Linked DNA regions of Sus scrofa: region 2 is linked to region 1. The links are chromatin contacts, called in public HiChIP or PLAC-seq maps. All regions are on one chromosome and are shown on one strand. Each heading gives the region's core, a stretch centred on a gene start, on an enhancer-like site or on the middle of the called end of the contact. The rest is flanking DNA. Distances are from core to core; before and after follow the strand shown. Region 1 has its middle 41 kb from the start of KIAA1614. Region 2 has its middle 48 kb from the start of IER5.

The links. HiChIP or PLAC-seq counts read pairs in DNA pulled down with a chosen protein or histone mark.
Region 2: an H3K27ac HiChIP or PLAC-seq map of alveolar macrophages shows a contact between it and region 1. The contact joins two enhancer-like sites. A contact is called at or near these places in 1 of 5 promoter capture datasets (fetal liver), 19 of 47 Hi-C or Micro-C datasets (adipose tissue, alveolar macrophages, blood and 12 more) and 2 of 2 datasets of contacts at active chromatin or transcription factors (alveolar macrophages and skeletal muscle).

Annotation. Positions count from the first base shown.
Region 1 is chr9:122,523,420-122,526,824 of Sscrofa11.1, reverse strand. No RefSeq gene overlaps it. Among named protein-coding and RNA genes, the nearest start is that of KIAA1614, 41 kb to the right of the region's middle. Within about 2 kb of position 1,589, at least 23 of the 83 cell types and tissues checked have an H3K27ac peak or open chromatin away from gene starts, as enhancers often do. A contact at or near this core is called in alveolar macrophages, fetal liver, omental adipose tissue and 1 more, where this site is marked.
Region 2 is chr9:122,680,063-122,683,467 of Sscrofa11.1, reverse strand. No RefSeq gene overlaps it. Among named protein-coding and RNA genes, the nearest start is that of IER5, 48 kb to the right of the region's middle. Within about 2 kb of position 1,732, at least 38 of the 83 cell types and tissues checked have an H3K27ac peak or open chromatin away from gene starts, as enhancers often do. A contact at or near this core is called in alveolar macrophages, fetal liver, omental adipose tissue and 1 more, where this site is marked.

The DNA of each region.
Region 1 (3,405 bases), core at 340-2,839:
AAAAGAGCCCTTGGTACCAGCTTCTACAGGAGCCAAGGAAAGGGGGCCTAGTCAGCATGCAGGTGGCGGGGAATGGATGCCAGGGCAGGCACCTCTGATACTTTTGAAGGCTGCCAGGGGTCCATGGGTGGGCAAAGGGAAGGTTGCTCCAACAAAGGCACACACATGAGCTAAATGACTGGGTGGATAAGTGAATGCATTGAGTTGGGAGCTGGAGAAACTGGGGAACCAAAAACTGAAGCTCCTGCCAAAAAATACCCACCTGGGGATCCTACTGCCAGGGGCCAACTTGGAGGACCATCCAGTCACTGCTCTCCACCCCAGGGCTTGGGCCTCCTCTCAGTGACAGGGATGTATAAGCAAAAATGCCTCTCCCCCCACCCCCCACCAGGGCCAGCACAATCACACCAGCCCCAGGCTAGGTCTTAGCATCTCCCACTGGCCAGTCCTGGGCCCTAAGGGCACAATGTCCCCCCTTAGTCCCAGGGCCTGTTCTATGTTGCCTTCAGAGCAAGGCCAGAAGGACATTTAAAATTATGGCTCAGGCGACACACACACACACACACACACACACACACATCTGAAAGAAGCATTTCTCACACAAAACCTGCCCTTGTCTTGTATGAGGCAGTTATTTTTTTCAAAGCTGGTCTTTCTTTAAAAGATTTCATGACCCATAGTGGTTGTGCCTGCTATTAGTAAACACTGTCCTGGAAAAAGATCTTGGCCTTCCCCCACGCCTGCCCAGGTGAAGGTCAGAGTGGCACCTGAGCTGGTCATGGGCACTGGGGGCCAACAGTGGGGTGCTCAGGGCCTCTGAAGGAGGTGAGCCCCACAGGGTTCCAGGAGGGTGGATAGAGGCTGGGAGTCCTAGAGGGCGGGTCCAAATCCTGCCTCCCCCAGTTACTAGCTGCGTGACCTTGGATAAGTAATTTAACCTCTGAGCCTCACAATCCTAGTTTGTAACCAGAGATAAGTAGTCCCTCCCTCGCAGATTCGGGACTGTGACCTTACTGTCCCCAGCAGGGCTCTGGAATGTTTGTGGAACAGGCAGAGCAGGATGGGACACGGAGCAGCGGCTTCAAGTCCCTGAATCCCCGGGTTCACCTTGGTTTCCCAAATTCCAACGCTGCCTACGGTTCCTCCATGCAAGAGCCCTGGGGACACTGCGCACACAGCGTCCCATTCCCGCTCCCTGCCACGCGCGCAGGTCCCTGCGTCGCCTCGGTCGCCCCCTCCTCCCCCGCTGGCTCCAGCTCGTGCCCCCCGCCGCGCCCGGCGCGCCGCCGCCACCTGCGCCTTTTAGCCGGGCCCCGCTCTCCGCCCAGCCCTCCAGGAGGCCCCCGCCAGCAGCCGTGCACTCCTCGAGGCAAAAGCGAGGGTCCTTGCCCTCCCGGCCTCCGGCGCCCCCCTAGCGTCTTGCCTGTGCGGGGTGGGCGCGTGTAACCCCCACGAACCCAGTGCCGTCAAACTGCAGGCTCTAAGGGCGACCGCGTCCCGCTGAACGTCGCCCGGGCCCATCCGCTGCCCCGTGGACCAAAGCAGGCAGCCTGGAGCGCGGCCTGGCCCGGCCCAGCCTCCTGCCGGCGGCGCGGCGGGGCCTCTGGGGCGGCCTCGGGGCGGGGACGGCGCGGCCTCGCGGGGCCCACCCGGCTGGCCCGACTTGCCGGCCACGCCCGAGAAACGCAGCGGCCTCGCCCGGAGGGCGCGCTGGGCGCCCGGTAGTTGCCCGCGCAGTCACCCGCCGCTGGCCCGCGACGGACCTCGGTCCCCCTGCGGGGGCGCCCCGCCGCCCCCTGCGCAGCAGACGCGCTCTCGCCTCCCACCTGCCCTCCACCACCGGCAAGAGGCGCTTCTCCACGTTCAAAGTCGGCGCCCTTCCCGCCCAGGCCTCGCCGCGAGCTCAGGGCCTGCGGCTTCCGCTGCAGAACTCGCCCTCCCGCCCCGCTCCCGTCGTCCTAAGGAGAGCGACATGCCCGAGGCGCAAGTTAGGGCCACTTTCTCTTCTGTGAGGTCGCAGTGGTAAATGCTTACCTGTGTGAGGCGACGTCTGGACACAGCGCGAACCAGCGCACCATCCGTGGAGGGGCAGGGGGCAGACGCAGAGACTTCCACACCTTTGCACCAGCTCTTTTTCCTCTGCGCCTGAAAGACCTTCCTCTTCCTGAAAGTTCCTCCTTTTAAAAAGCGTGCGTGGGCGCACTTCCTCCCCCGGCGCCTCCCCCAGCTAATCACTGATCACCCTCAGGCTCGCGCCCAGGCCTGAGCGGGCCTCCAGGTGCACCACCAGGCCAGGTGCTCCGTCTGCGCATCTCCGCAGCCTCGGGCCCCATCAAGCAGAGCCCATCTTTCTCATCTCCCCGACCTCCTGCCTGGCACGTGGCCTGGCTCCTAGTTAACACATTAGGTCCTAAGTGAAAGGGTTCTGACGGGCCTGTGGGAGGTCAGGCCGGGCTGGATCCAGCTTTCTAGGGCAGTAGCTGCCCAGGCAGAGCAGATGGGGAGGGTCCAACCGGAGGCTGGACAAATCAAAGTCTCTTCCCACCCACAGAAGTTGGGGGCCAGCATCGCTTGACCCCAGATAGGAGCACCATCCTGGCAAGGAGAGCAAGGCAGGTGGACTTCACACACAGCCCAGAGTGCCCCCCTCCCTTCCCCTTCCATCAAGCCTTTTCTGGAAAGGGGGCGAAGGCTGCAGTAGGAAGCGTGTGCCCCCAGTCAGAGGGCTCCATCATTGTGGCTGAGCTTGGTTCTCCCTCTGTGTGGCTGAAGACAGTAAACAGAACATCCCTGGCAGGACTATTTTTGGGAGGAAATAAGTTGTGTCAAGAGCCGGAGCCTGGCCCTGGGAAGTAGCAGGTGCAGCCCCTCGGAGGCAGCAGGTGCAGCTGCTCAGCACTCCTCCGAGACCTTTCCCTGCCTGAGCCCTGCCTTCGCTTCCCTTTCTTCCCCGCTGGGGCTCATTAAACTCTCCAGCCTGAGAAAAGAGAGGTGCCACTGGCCCCTAGAAACGTTTTTCAACATGAAATTTCCCCAAAGGTGTATGACCACAAGGCCACGAGCTGGGGTGCAGGAGCCGCCAGGGTTTCCCCACTCCTGTAGCATCTGCTTCGGGGCCATTTCTATGCGTTGGGGACCCCAGGTTGGTCTGAGGTGTCCCAGCACCCTCTTCACCTGTTGAAGACTGAAGCACACTTGTTCCACTGGTCCCTGTGGTCCCCATGCCCCCTCCCCATCCTGCAGTGGCAGGGGTGCTCTGGGAGCAGCAGTAAAGAGACAGTGAAGAGGGATTTTGACTGGCTCCTGCTGGCAAGGCCAAGGGGGGGCACACACACCTTCCCCAGGACTGCCCGAGCCCTTCCCTATCCCCTTTCCCTCGGCCAACATGCCTTCTTCAGCGACCTT
Region 2 (3,405 bases), core at 483-2,982, 160 kb before region 1:
CCCATATACTCTTAACCCTCTCCCACAGGGATAAAGCAATCAGAAAAGCTAATCCCCCCCAAAAAAAAGAAAAAAAAGAAAAGCTAATCCCCACTGAGGTAGAATGACAATGCAAGGGTTAATGTGCAACTTCCCCTTAGGACCCATATTTCCAACTAGGGAGAGAGCACCTCCTGGCCCATGTTAGTCAAAAGAATGGCTTCCCTACAATGAAATTCCAGGCAATGGGATGAGCAAGTTGGGAGCATATGTCCAGGGAGGGGGACCTTCCCAGCATCCCTAAAATCACATCATAGAGACTACAGCTAAAACTCCTTCCGTGAAATTTCACCCTCATTCCAAAGAACCCTGTTCACACTACAGATAAAGGAATCTTCCTCCTGGATCGGCTTCTGCCCTCTTAGCACAGGGAGATGGCACAGCAGATGTCACCAAGCTCTGGGGTCACTGAGTTCAAGACATGGCTCCAGCATTTACTGGATATATAACCTTGGGACCATTATTTAACTTTCTAAGACTAGATTCCATCATGCATTACACAAAGCCTCAGAACACCTGCCTCCCCTCTAGGGCTGTCGTGAGCTTGGACTTAAATGAGATGGCTGCAGTAAGCAGGGCTCCATCCATCAATTCTCACTACCTCTAGCATTTATCTCAGTGTCTTTCAACACCCAATTCACTTGGAGAAGCCTAATTTTCTCCATATTCATGGCCTATTAGCTGTTCTGACAGCTTTAAGTGATGAAAAGCCACCGTCCCGGTGGCACAGGCTCAGTCGTGAGGGCTGTGCCCCCTAACCGCCTATAGGGGGCAGCATCGGGCAGCACAAGGCCACATGGGGGCTCCCTTGTAAAATGTGGAGCTGGTCTGGAGAACGACAGGGGAGGTGGCTGGCATTTGAATCCAGACTCCAGTTGACAAAGGACCTGTCTTACTCCACATGGGTCTGACACGCGTCCCTCCCAGGGAGTCTCTGGCGAAAAAGGGAGCAGGGAGTGGTTTTCTGAAAGCACCCCAGGCCCCAACAAATCCAGCCGGGTTTTTCCCAAGCCCACACCAGGACTGGCTACCATTACCTTTTAATTTAGTGCTGATCTGATCTGGAAGAAGTGGCGTTCTCACATACCCAGAGGGCCCCTGCTGCAGATGCCTCCAACCCCCACAAAGTAAAGGGAGGGGGGCGCTGACAAGGACAGGAGAGGGAGCTTACACCTCTACCCTGCCCCCAAATCTTTTTAGTTTCCCACACCCTCAGCCCGAAGGGGAGTCCTGGAGAAGACAAAAGAAATAAAAGGACACAGCTCTGACTCTGAGGAGCCATTCATACTGTTGAAAAGACATCCAGATGTGAAACTGGAGAAAGACACAAGAATACCCGTGATGCCGTGCTCTGGTTTGCGCCAGCTTGGTGGCTCCTGCGCCCAAAGCCCCAGGAGGCATGCTCAGACTAGGATGGTTTTCTAGGATTTCTGAATGTGTTCACAGGGAAAATGAAAGAGGCCGGATGCTTAAGATCAACCAAGACTGCCCCAAATATGGGATCACCGCAGGGACAAGTGATCCCAGCTGTGGGAATCTGGAGAAGGGAGCTGTCACTGTAGGCGGCATTAAGTGGCCTGCAAGATCCAGGGGACTTGGTCACTCTTAAGTGAGCCTCAGGCCTCAGTGCCAGTGAGACACACTCTCCTACCGACTTTGCTGGGGAGGGAACTGCCCCGTCACCATGACATCATGACATCACCTCCTTCCAGGAATCACTGAGTCAGCATGCAGCGGGAGGCAGGACCCACCCACTCACTTCCTCCAACCAGGGCGGGGGGGGGGGGGGGGGGGGGGGGCCTTGCCCCCCCAGGCAAAGCTTGGGGCCTGTTCCTTCATGTCTGTCCACCCGGACTCAAGACTAGGTCAGCTCTGCAAAAAGACAAGGCGGTGCCAGACAAGGCGGTGCCAGACAAGGCGGTGCCAGAGGTGCCCACTCCCACCAGGACCCTCATGCCGTGGAAGAGAGGACCCCAGCAGAGAGTCACCCGTGGCTTGAAGTGCAGTGTCCCTGGGAGTGGTGGCGTGTTTAGCTCTGTCAGCCACTTAGAGCTCCTTGTGAACAAGCTGAGCTGTTTCTAAGAGGAGACACTGTGACAGAGGCACCAGGAGGGCCTGAGAAAGGAGCTGGGGCAGAAAGCTGAGGTGGGAAGGTTGAAAGAAACCCCGTGTCCCTGTCACAGCTGAAAGTGCCACACCAGTCGTGGCGGTCTTGTCCAGGCCCACTCCTGTGGGTGGGCACCTCCACAGCAGACTCCTCCATGGCCAGAAACCCCAGGAACAGAGCCAGAGGGTGACTTCCTCCTGCCCCTCCCCCGGCACAGTCACAGGTGCCTCCTCTCCTCCCAGGCCCCACCCTTCCCTTCCTTGCTAAGAGGATCCAAGCCAAAATCTGTCCACATCCCATCAGAGTCTATTTTATCCTGTCATTAATCCTGATGCTCGTAACCTGGTCTTACGAAGACAAAAATTAACCAGTAGGCACTAGTACAGTTTTATAGCACTGCCGAGGTCCTGTATTCTCCCCGCTCCTGCTAACACACACACAATCTGCTTTGATCTTTTTTTTTTCATCTTCTGTTACACTGTTTCACTTAATACCAACAAAACTCTGCCAGGAAAGGTACTGTCATCTTTTAGATGAAAAACTGAGATTCAGAAAATTGAGGGGGGAATTCCCATTGTGGCTCGGTGGAAACGAATCTGACTAGCATCCATGAGGACACAGGTTCGATCCCTGGCCTGACTCAGGGGGTTAATGATCCAGCGTTGCCATGAGCTGTGGTGTAGGTCGCAGACATGGCTCGGATTTGGCCTTGCTGTGGCTTTGGTGTGGGCCAGCAGCTATAGCTCCAATTCAACCCCTAGCCTGGGAGCTTCCATATGCCACCAGTGCGGCCCTAAAAAGACAAAAAAACCCAAAAACCAGAAAGTTGAAGGAAATTCTCCAGGGTCACAAAGCTAGCAAATGACAGCCAATCTTAGAAACTTTGGTCTGTCTGACAAGGAGCTGGGATCCTTCCACTCAGATCCTCTGACTCAAAGCATCTGAGTCAGAGATTATAAAATTAGAATTTCATTCAGCACTCCACAAACCTTTAAGATTGGAAGACATCTTGAAGGTTGTCCAGGCCTATGACCCAGACAGATGTCTGACTCTCCTGCATGATGTCCCGGCCTGGGCTTAGATACACCAGCTTCATGAAGGGCATCACGTCCTGATTCAGGCTACTCCAGCTGAGAATCACTAGACAGGTCTGTTTAGAGCTGGAATACCTCTCCCTGCAATGTCCACACATCAAGGCCACTCTTGGGACCATGAACGAACTAAGCAGTGAGTCACTCCTGAATTGTCCTTCTCCTCAC